2 separate regions of the Gossypium hirsutum genome follow, and region 1 is linked to region 2. A link is a contact called in public Hi-C data. All regions are on one chromosome and are shown on one strand. Each heading gives the region's core, a stretch centred on a gene start, on an enhancer-like site or on the middle of the called end of the contact. The rest is flanking DNA. Distances are from core to core; before and after follow the strand shown.

What was found. Hi-C and Micro-C count contacts between places; a contact is called where the count stands out from the background.
Region 1: a Hi-C map of leaf shows a contact between it and region 2, with 2.6 times the contacts expected there. The contact joins the promoter of LOC107959772 here to the enhancer-like site in region 2. A contact is called at or near these places in 7 of 34 Hi-C or Micro-C datasets (callus, leaf and seedling).

What each region holds. Positions count from the first base shown.
Region 1 is chrA05:103,056,045-103,061,289 of Gossypium_hirsutum_v2.1, forward strand. LOC107959772 (protein LONGIFOLIA 1) reads right to left here and starts at 3,994. Exons shown (of 6, transcript XM_041114335.1): 1 at 3,708-3,994; 2 at 3,224-3,606; 3 at 2,712-2,764; 4 at 654-2,627; 5 at 427-577. The coding sequence starts at 3,377.
Region 2 is chrA05:102,957,198-102,962,225 of Gossypium_hirsutum_v2.1, forward strand. No RefSeq gene overlaps it. Among protein-coding and RNA genes, the nearest start is that of LOC107959768, 16 kb to the right of the region's middle. Within about 2 kb of position 2,389, at least 6 of the 9 cell types and tissues checked have an H3K27ac peak or open chromatin away from gene starts, as enhancers often do. A contact at or near this core is called in leaf, where this site is marked.

The DNA.
Region 1 (5,245 bases), core at 2,744-5,243, 100 kb after region 2:
TTATATGGAGAGTGAGCAAACCAATGCTCAAGGTAGAAAACTTGTCAAAGATGTTTTCAAGAAATTTGGTGCAAGACTTATAGAAGCTTGGTTGATCGTCTGTTGTATCTGACAGCAACAAGGCTTAACATTATACATGCTATTAGTTTCCTCCCTAGATTCATGCATTGTGGAAGTGTGATGCACTTTTGAGTTAAGAGGGTGCTTAGGTATGTCAAAGACTTAGATGCTTTGAATGAAAACTTACTGAGCATGAACTTGTAAGCTTTCCAGCTCCCTCTCCTAGTGTTAAATGTACATTTTTGTGTTTGGGTTGATTTAAGATCAACATATAATTTGTTTTCATAATGAAATGATTATAGAACCCATTTTAATTTGAAGTTTCAGTTGAGCACAATTAATGCATAAAGGATACATGAATTTTACCTTCAAAAGCTTTTGATGTTTTCTTCACAGGAGACGGTGATTCATCTCCGTAAAATGCAGCATCTAGAACAGAGACAGGACTAGGCTGTTCCGGGGCAGTTCTTGGAGGTTCTGCTTTTGGATCACCTTCAATTAACCTTGCTGCTGGATTCTGAATGACAGAATTTTAAGCTGGTTTAGAACATTGTCAAAATACTATATGAATGAAATGAAGGAAGAAGGCTTACTTTCTGCTTCGTTTCCTGTTCTTGGGAGAATGTACCCTCTATCTTGCCATAACTTTGAGCAGTGACTTCAGTGTCACCATAGGAGGCCATGCTCATATTGCTCTCAGATTGCATCGAACTATCATCTCCTTGGTGATTCAAATCTCTCATGTCACTACTGATATCACTCAATTGGTCATCACTTTGCCTCAAATTGTGAGATTTATGCCTGGGCTTCTGACGTGGCAAGCCTGATTCTGCTTGTAGACTGCTTGATTGTCTTCTGCTTTTTCTCTGGTCTGATGCTGGATCGGTGCGACGAGACTGTTTTTCCATTTCAAGCTTCTTCTGGTGCAGTTTAAGGCATGTGGTCTCTGAGCTTACTGCAATGTTAGTATTTTCTTGAGCAGTAGGTGATGGCACTTTTGAAATTTGGTTGTCTCTTAGAGTTCTGGCAGTATTTTTATCCCTTGAATGGAGTCGATTGGAAGGATCCTTGGGAGTTTTAGGTTTCGGAATTGAATCTTTATAGGATTGCTTGTCAGCCTTTTCACTTCTCGTATTTGCATGGCTGCTAGTGCGAAGCCTTCTTAAACTGCTGGTTGCAACTACTATTGAAGTAGAATTGCTGCCATTTTCCATAACTTTTTCTTCTTTTATAATCTTGATTGGCAATTTAAGGCATGTTGGAGAACTAGTTTCCTTGATCGTGGCTGAAACTGCATTTTTACCATGTAGCTTTCTCAAATTTGGTGCTTCTGAGCTCTGGCCAAGGATGCTGCTTGTGTGAGATATCAAACTTGAAGCTTGCTCTTCTTTTCTGGTATTTGACATCTGCTTAGACATCTGCATTTCTTCAAGTGTTTGTTTAAGGGCTCCAATATCTTTTCCCGACTTCATGAACTCAAGTGCTGCCAAACTTTTCTCAATTTCACTGTAAACATTTAGAAAGGAGTTTGGGGCTTTCATTGGAGTTTCTCGACTCTTCAAAGCTCCCTTGTTTCCATCAAGCTGCCTCCATGGGGCAGATTCAATTGGGCATCTAGTTGCAACAGGTTTCTTTGACTCTACATTTGTCATGCGATTGCAGGGTGACCTTGGTTCCTTTCCTGAATTTCTTGAACAACCAGAAATCGAACTTTTCTTTTTCTCATTAATTCTTGATGAGGGTGAGGCGGGATTGCTTTTGAAAGCTTGACAGGTTTCGATATCTTGACTTCGATTTCCATTGGTTAGCATGGGATTTAGCAATGCTTCCACCCCCATCAACTTGGCTACAACACTAGATGGTCCTTTGTAGCTTCCAGGTTCTTGCTCTTGGTTTCTTATATCATTTGATTTCATTCTACTTCTGTTTATCTCTCCTAGAAGAAAATCCGATCTCATACTATCGACGGAACCCTTTATGGAGCTTTCCCTACTATCTAGTGATAGCCTTGGGAGATCTTTGGGCTTAATTTTATGTGATTCTTTTGCCCCCCTCCCATCATAAGAGAGCCGAGGAGCATCCTGTCGTGCAAAAGTGAGAGAACCATCCTCGCATTCATTGTACATTTTAGGAGTCCCTTTAAGCTTAAGAAGGGCATGACTTGATTCATTGAGACTGGTGTTCCTCGTCTTTGAAGGTTTTGGTGACTGCAAAGGCCTTGGGGAATCTATATACTTCAAGGTTTGGTGCTGCCCCGCTTCCACTTTTGTTGCAATTTTAATCGGTAATCCACAGGCTTCTCTATAGATTGAATCTTTAACCACATCTCGGAGGTTAAGGGAGTTTTGGCTTGATTGCAAAGAAGCATTTGATCGATGACTGGATATTTCCTTCCTCGGGGTTTCGTGGAAGGCAGTTTGGCTTGATGAAGATCGGTCTACTAGAGATTCTTTTCTGCAGTCAGCAGGTGAGAAACTGGATGAACAAGAGGAAGAAGACAACAAGGTTCGGGGTGATTCAAAGGAGTATCTTTGTTTCTCCTTCATAGTCTTCTTCAGATTATTTCCCTGCAGGTGCAATGTAAGTTACATTAACCTTAATTATTTTTGTCAATTCCTCCATAGACCTAAGTGACCAGTATTTTTTCTTACTTTTATCTTGTCTGAACCAGTCTTGGCTTCTGTTCCATGCTTGCCATTTTGACCTAGTCAAACACTGAATGTCAGCCATAGAAGGAAGAAATCTGGATGATTTTAGACATTAGAAGGTTAGCAATTACAAGCACATTACTGAAACAACAAATTCTGGTTACTGCATAGAAAGTGTTCCAACTCCAATCTAATCCACTATGTTAGTGTTTTCAAATTGGAGTTAAAACATGTTTCTGAAATTAGCAGAACCTGGAAACCTCTTAAAACTCACAAGTTCTCTAGGCCTAAAATCCGTGTTACGTCTAACGCATATTCAAACATAACTATGAGGTATAGAATCTTCTAAATATATGAAAAGACATAAGAAGAAATTAAAGATACGCACTTACCCTTGAGTCAAGTAACATAGCCTATAACATTCATGATGGAAATTCAGAAACATTAACCTGAGGGTGATCTTTCTTTACAACCTTGAACACTCTTGAAAAAAAAGTAAATATAATTAAAAGTACCTGAGGGAAGCCTTTTGCGGTTTGGACTGGCAATGTGCCGGTTACCATAGAAATGGTGGCAATCGAAGAGCTGGAATAGTCCATTCATGCACCCAATCTGCTTCTGCAAATCTGGGTTTTCATCTGACAAAGAATACATAAACTTTGATGACATCCTAAACTTTTAGCAGAACCAAACCTGAACTTTCTTAGCTCCCAAACAAAACTTCTGGGTACTTTCAACGTCTCTTCACAAGGTTAAAATGCCACATGCATTGCCAAAAACCTTGTAAAGGGTTCTTTTCCAAGTATGTTCTAGCTACTTAAACATCCTAGGATTCTGAAACCTTGTAAAGGATTTTTTTTTTCTACCCCTGCAACTAGGATATTTCTTTCTTTTGGAACTGTATGTGAGGTTTCAGAGAATTATGTTAGTAAATAACAGAGAAGACTGAAAGGGACAAATTTAAAGATACACAGAGAGATTGGTATAGCCCCACATTACCATTCTTTGCATTTGGAATGAGATTAAAAACGTTTTCTTCGGGGCTTCCCTGAACAAGGCAGACAATAACCCAAAGGGTCCCCAGTGACCACCTTCTATGGACTTAGCTAACCTATCAAACACCGCAATGGAACCTCTTACTGCACAAACAGATGTTAAGTTCTAGCATATGTAGGCAATGGGAATGTGAAAAATCTTACTTCTTTTCCTCTAATATTATAACATTTAATGTATGCCTAAGAAGCGGATACTTCAGATTTGGAATGTAGGACTTCAACAAACTACCTCAATAATTGGAAAATAAAGACAGTTCGCTGTGTGAATTTAGATTTATCATAGGGTAGAGTCGTGCATCCTAATATTAAGATTAAAAATAGTCTTCCATAGAAAATTAAACTTCCAATATACTAAGGGCTTGTTTAGTGGGGGTTAAAAAAAAATACTTTTGGCTCCAAAAATATTTTTGGAAGAAAACTTGTACTAAACAAACTGTTTTTAGTTGAAATTTTTACCTTTTCAAAAGTACTTTCTGAAAAGAAGCATTAATTAAAAATAAAAATATTTTTTAAAATAATAAAAATGTGTTAATATCTAATTGTAAATATTTAATGGTTATATTTAAATATTTAAAATATAATTCATATATATTCTAATTAAATTTTATAAAAAATAATATTTATTGCTTAAAAATATTTAAAATTTATATTTCATATATTAAAATATTAACGACTTATAATAATTTTTTTATTCTTACTAAAATATAATAATATTAACTAATTTGAACATTATTTAAATACATATTTGTTACTTGATAATAACAAGTTTAAAAATGAACATTTTATTTATTAAAAGCACTTTTTGACCGTAATTCTAAACACTTAAATCTTAAACTAAACTTTTCAAAAGCACTTTTCAACCGCACTTTTCTACAATACTTTTTAAATGCATTACTAAACTAGTCTTATGTCCAACTTGGCTCAACCCTTTTAATTTTATAATATTTTTATATGTTATGTAGTTTATATCACATAAAATATTAATATATAATAGTATAATGTAATAAAATTATTATACAAGAGCCATTAGCTAAAGGGAGTAGTAGTTAAGACACTTTGTTAGCATTCAAATTTTTTTTATTCATTATATATGTTTAAAAATAATTTTAAACAAAATTTAAGCATTAGACTTAACTTATCAAATATATATAATGTTAAGTGCAAGAATTCAATCCAGTTATAGACATTTCTAGTGTGATTATGTGAAGAACCATAGGTAGATCAAATTGTTATAAATTTGAAACATTCTAATCGTGTTTAAAAGTTATATAATATTTTGAATTATTAGTGTACAAACTTATTAGGTTAAGGGTGGGTCAAATGCGCTTTGGGAATTTTCTCCCACTTTCATGTGAACAAAATAATGTGGGTGGGTCTGCAATTTAGACCTCTTCCCCCCATGACCATGTGGAGTTTGTCAGACAGTGGCAACCAGCTTCACCATCTTGCTAGAAAGTGGATTTATGTACTGCAATCATCATT
Region 2 (5,028 bases), core at 1,139-3,638:
TTTTAAAACCTACAATCTAAAAGTCCTAAAATCTAATTTCTAGAAATTTAATCGAAAAATGCCTACTATTTAGATTCAAAATCCTAAAATGAACTAATTTAAAACCTAATATAAAAAAAATTAAAGTATGAAATTCAAAAATATGCTAACATACTATAAAGTACACAGTCCTAAAGAGAAAACCTTAAATAATCCTAATACTTAATTTTTTTAAAAAATAATCTAAAAGTATTAAAATCTAATTTCTAGAAATTTAACCAAAAGAATCATAGTATTTAAATCCAAGATCCTAAAATGAACTAATTTAAAACCGAAGATAAAAAAAATTAAAGGATGAAATTCAAAAAGAAGCTAACCAACTATAAAATACACAATCCTAAAGAGAAAACTTCAAATAATCCTAAGACATAAAAATAAACTAACCAATTGGAGTTAAAATGATTAGCCACCTATCATCTAAGTTTTTAAAACTAAACCTAAGAAAAATCCTAAAAACCAAGACTTAGTATTGTCGACGACTTCCGAATCCAAGAGTACAATTACACCCAAGAAAAGTTATAGTACCCCTATGACGTCTGTTCGAAAACAATTAAGGAATCTAAGGAGGACTCCAAAACTATCTAAAATCTAAACTCTAAAATCAAATGGAGAAAGAATCTTAAAATCTAATAAAAACATCTAAAAAATTATAAATGAGAAAGAAAGCTATAAAAAGAAAAAAAAAAACTTAACAAATCTAAATTTGGTTCAATGCCTAAATTTTAATTTAAAGTTTAAAAATTAAAAAAATTAAAAAATCCTAAAATATAATTTTAATACCTAATTTTAAGATCTTAATTAAAAATATAATTGGTTGCAAAAATTAAAAAATCTAATTAAAAATGAAATATTAAATCCGAAAGACTTAATTTAATTTTTAAAAGAAATAAAACCTTAAATGTAACTTAACATAAAAATTTTTAAAACCTACAATCTAAAAGTCCTAAAATCTAATTTCTAAAAATTTAATCAAGAGAAACCTAATATTTAGATCCGAGATCCAAAAATGAACTAATTTAAATTTAAAGTATGAAAATAAAAAATAAACTAACCAACTATAGAGAAAACCACAAATAATCCTAATACTTAAATTAAGACACAATGTCTAATCAAATCTAAAATGATAAATACAGTAAATAACAAAATGCCAAACAACAAATTCTAAAATAGTAAGTAGAAATAAAATATGAGAATTACCATGGGATATAATACAAATCTAACATTACTTCTAAAATAGAAAGTAAAAATAAAATATGAGAAATTACCATGGAATAAAATACAATCTAACATTACTCAAACAAAATAAAGCAATATACCACATTTCACAATTATCCAACCAAGAAAAACAACATTTAAACAATAATTAAAGCAAAAAGCAATCTAAAATTTAAATACAATAAAGTTTAAAATCGAATCAACAATCAAAACAACAACAATAATAATAAAACGGAGAAATCTAAATAAAAAATGAAATTAAAAAAGGATTTAAAATCGAAATAAAAAACGTACGAAGCAAAGGACCTATTTGGCACTTAATTTGCCTGAAATTTCAAAATCTGGGAGAAACCAAAACCAAAGGGACGAGAACTACAATTAGCCCATGCGGCGATCCTTTTCTGCTGATGGCAGGATTTAGAAGGAATTATGTAGAAAATATCCCTTTATATAACCCTATAAATAACCCTAAAACACCAAAAAAAAAAGAGAGAAATGTAAATCAATAGGATAAAATAAATTAAAATAAAAAATGAGATTAAAAAAAGATTTAAAATCAAAACAAAAAATGTAAGAAGCTGAGTACCTATGTGGCAATTAATTTGCCTGAAATTTCAAAATTGAGGAGAATTTAAAAGCAAACGGACAAGAGCTGCAATTAGTCCATGCGACGATCCTTTTTTATAAAAGGCAGGAGGTAGAAGGAATTATGTAGAAAATATCTCTTTATATAACCTTATAAATAACCTTAAAACACCAAAAAAAAAAGGAGAAATCAAAATCAATAGGATAAAATAAATCAAAATAAAAAATGATATTAAAAAAGGATTTAAAATCGAAATTAAAAAAAATGTAAGAAGAAAAGTACCTATTTGGCAATTAATTTGCATGAAATTTCAAAATCGGGGAGAATTCAAAAGCAGGGAGACAAGAACTGCAATTAGTCCATGCGGCGATCCTTTTCTGCAAAAGGCGGGATGTAGAAAGAATTATGTAGAAAATATCCCTTTACATAATGTTATGGAATGGTTTTCATATTTTCATATTTTTGTTATTTCTGTTAAGTCTCTTGTGCTGTACGCTGCGTTTTATCTCATTTCTATTCTGGTGAAATGGTGCGGTTTTAGTATTAGTTAAATGATGTGTTTTGGTCTATTGTATGGTTTGTACGAGTTGTTATTTGGTTTCCATATATACTTGACAAAAGGAACATAAAAATGGCTATGAAAAGTTTAAGACAGAATTTCCAGTACTCTCTCTTATTCTTCTATCAATCTTTCTTCTCTTTTCTCTTTTGGGTTCTCTTCTCTTCTTCTATATATTTTTTATTCAGATTCTTTCCATGACAAAGGTATTAGAGCCTTGTCGATTTTCATGACTGTGGAGGGAGTGACTACAAGAATTCAGAAGGAATTTGGCATGATGCACGGAGAACTCACTCAATTACAGGTTCAATTTTCTCAGCTTGATGCATGGATTAATGCACGTCTAAAGGATTTGCAGGAGGGAATTAAGTCTGAGATTCGTTCAGAGGTAAGATCTGAACTTCGATCTAAACTTCATTCTTTATTTGAACAGTATTTTGGGCAAAACCCTCCAGCTACGGTTACAGGTGTGATGAGTGGTAAAGGGAAGGGTATTTTAGGTTCTCCTCCTGGTTTTCCGGCAAAGGAACACCTCATGGTATCGCCTATGCAAATCTAGGCCATTCGATATGTCCTCGCGAGGAGGAAATGTGGAAGTTGGAAATACTTCTTTTCGAGTGGATTGTCCACATTTTGATGGTAGTAATTTTAGAGTTTGGTGGTCTAAGTTGGAACAGTATTTCGAGGCAGAAGAAATAGGTGAACATGCTAAAGTTAGAGTGGTTATGTTGCGTTTGGAAGGAAAGGCATTAGACTGGCATCATTTCTTTGTGCAAAGACATGGAGGGTTGCATTAGTTAACTTGGGAGATGTATGCTAGAGGAATTAAGGAACGTTTTGGAACTGATTCCTTTCTTGATCCCATGACCGAGCTGGTAACACTTAAACAACATGGAACTGTTGGCCAGTTCCATGATGGATTTTTTAGTTTGTTGAATCAGTTGTACTTACATGAATCGTATGCTTTAAGCATATTCATCAACAACTTGAAAACTGAAATAGGGCAGTATCTCAGGCTATTTAAGCCGCAGACGTTGGTGGAGGGTTATAATTTAGCTTGGCAGGTTAAGAATATTGTGTTGGGACCAGTGAAGAAGGGGTTTACTGTTGGTAGTGCAAGTAGTTCGTCACGACCTCTGTTTCCTATTTCAAGAGGGCAGCAAGGAACGTGGAACTCTCCTTTAGCAGGGGGTTGGTGAATGGTAGTTTAGGATAAAGAGTTCCATCTAAGTCCTTGTCACAAGCGGAGTTGGAGGATAGAAGGAAGAAGGGCCTTTGTTTTTGGTGTGACTCGAAGTATTCACCTGGTCATAAATGCTCTAAGTCTCAATTGTATCAACTTATTATTGAACCAGTATGGGAACAAGGTTCTGATATGAAGAGTTCCTCCTTTGAAGAATTTTAGGATTTTTCCAATCAATTGGACTTAGTCGATTCTATTCCAGCGAGTCTTGTATTGTCCTTACATGCTCTTTAGCGGTTGCAAGGCCATAACACTATGAGGTTTCCAGCAGTTATTGATAACACTGAGTGACTGCATTGGTGGACTCAGGTAGCACATACAATTTTATCGATCTTAAGGTGGCTAAAAGGTTGAATTTGGTAAGAAGTATATTGTGAGTGATGGTAGCAAATGGGGTTCGGTTATCTACTCAGGGTATATGTAGAGCAGTTTCCTGGGAAGCACAAGGATACAAATTAACACTGAGTGACTGCATTGGTGGACTCAGGTAGCACATACAATTTTATCGATCTTAAGGTGGCTAAAAGGTTGAATTTGGTAAGAAGTATATTGTGAGTGATGGTAGCAAATGGGGTTCGGTTATCTACTCAGAGTATATGTAGAGCAGTTTCCTGGGAAGCACAAGGATACAAATTCACCTCTGATTTCTTAATCTTATCAGTAAAGGGATTTGATTTGGTTCTTGGTATTCATTGGTTGCTATCTCTTGGGCCGATTATATGGAATTTTTCCAATTTGACCATGAAGTTCACTCATATAGGATAGGATTGCAATTTAAAGGGTACATTACCAGATTCATTTCAACTTATTTCCAGCAGTCAACTTTCCAAATGTTTGAGTTTGGTGGGTAATAGACCAAGTCCTATGCTATTCACTTCTTGTGATCAGGCTGCCCTCACAATGCAGCCAGCTCAATTGCCACCTGATTTACAAGATTTGCTAGATGAATTTACGAATATATTTCAGGTTCCAATCGATTTACCTCTTGCTAGATTGCGAGATCACAGGATTCCCCTGATCGATGAGTCTAAAGTTGTTAAAATACACCCCTATCGATATCTAGCAGTTCAAAAAACAAAAATTGAGAAACTGATACAAGAAATGCTGCAAGCAGGAATAATTAGGGACAACAATAGTCTATTTGCATCTTCTGTGGTGATGGTCAAAAAGAAAGATGGTAGTTGGAGGCTCTGTGTTGATTATAGACAGCTTAACCAGCTGACTATCAAATATAGGCTTCTGATTCCAATTATTGAAGAGTTATTTAATGAATTGGGGCAAGCAAATTTCTTCTCTAAGTTGGATTTGCGTTCGGGTTACCATCAGATTTGCATGTGGGAACAGGATGTGTTTAAAATAGCTTTTAAAACTCATGCTGGCCATTAT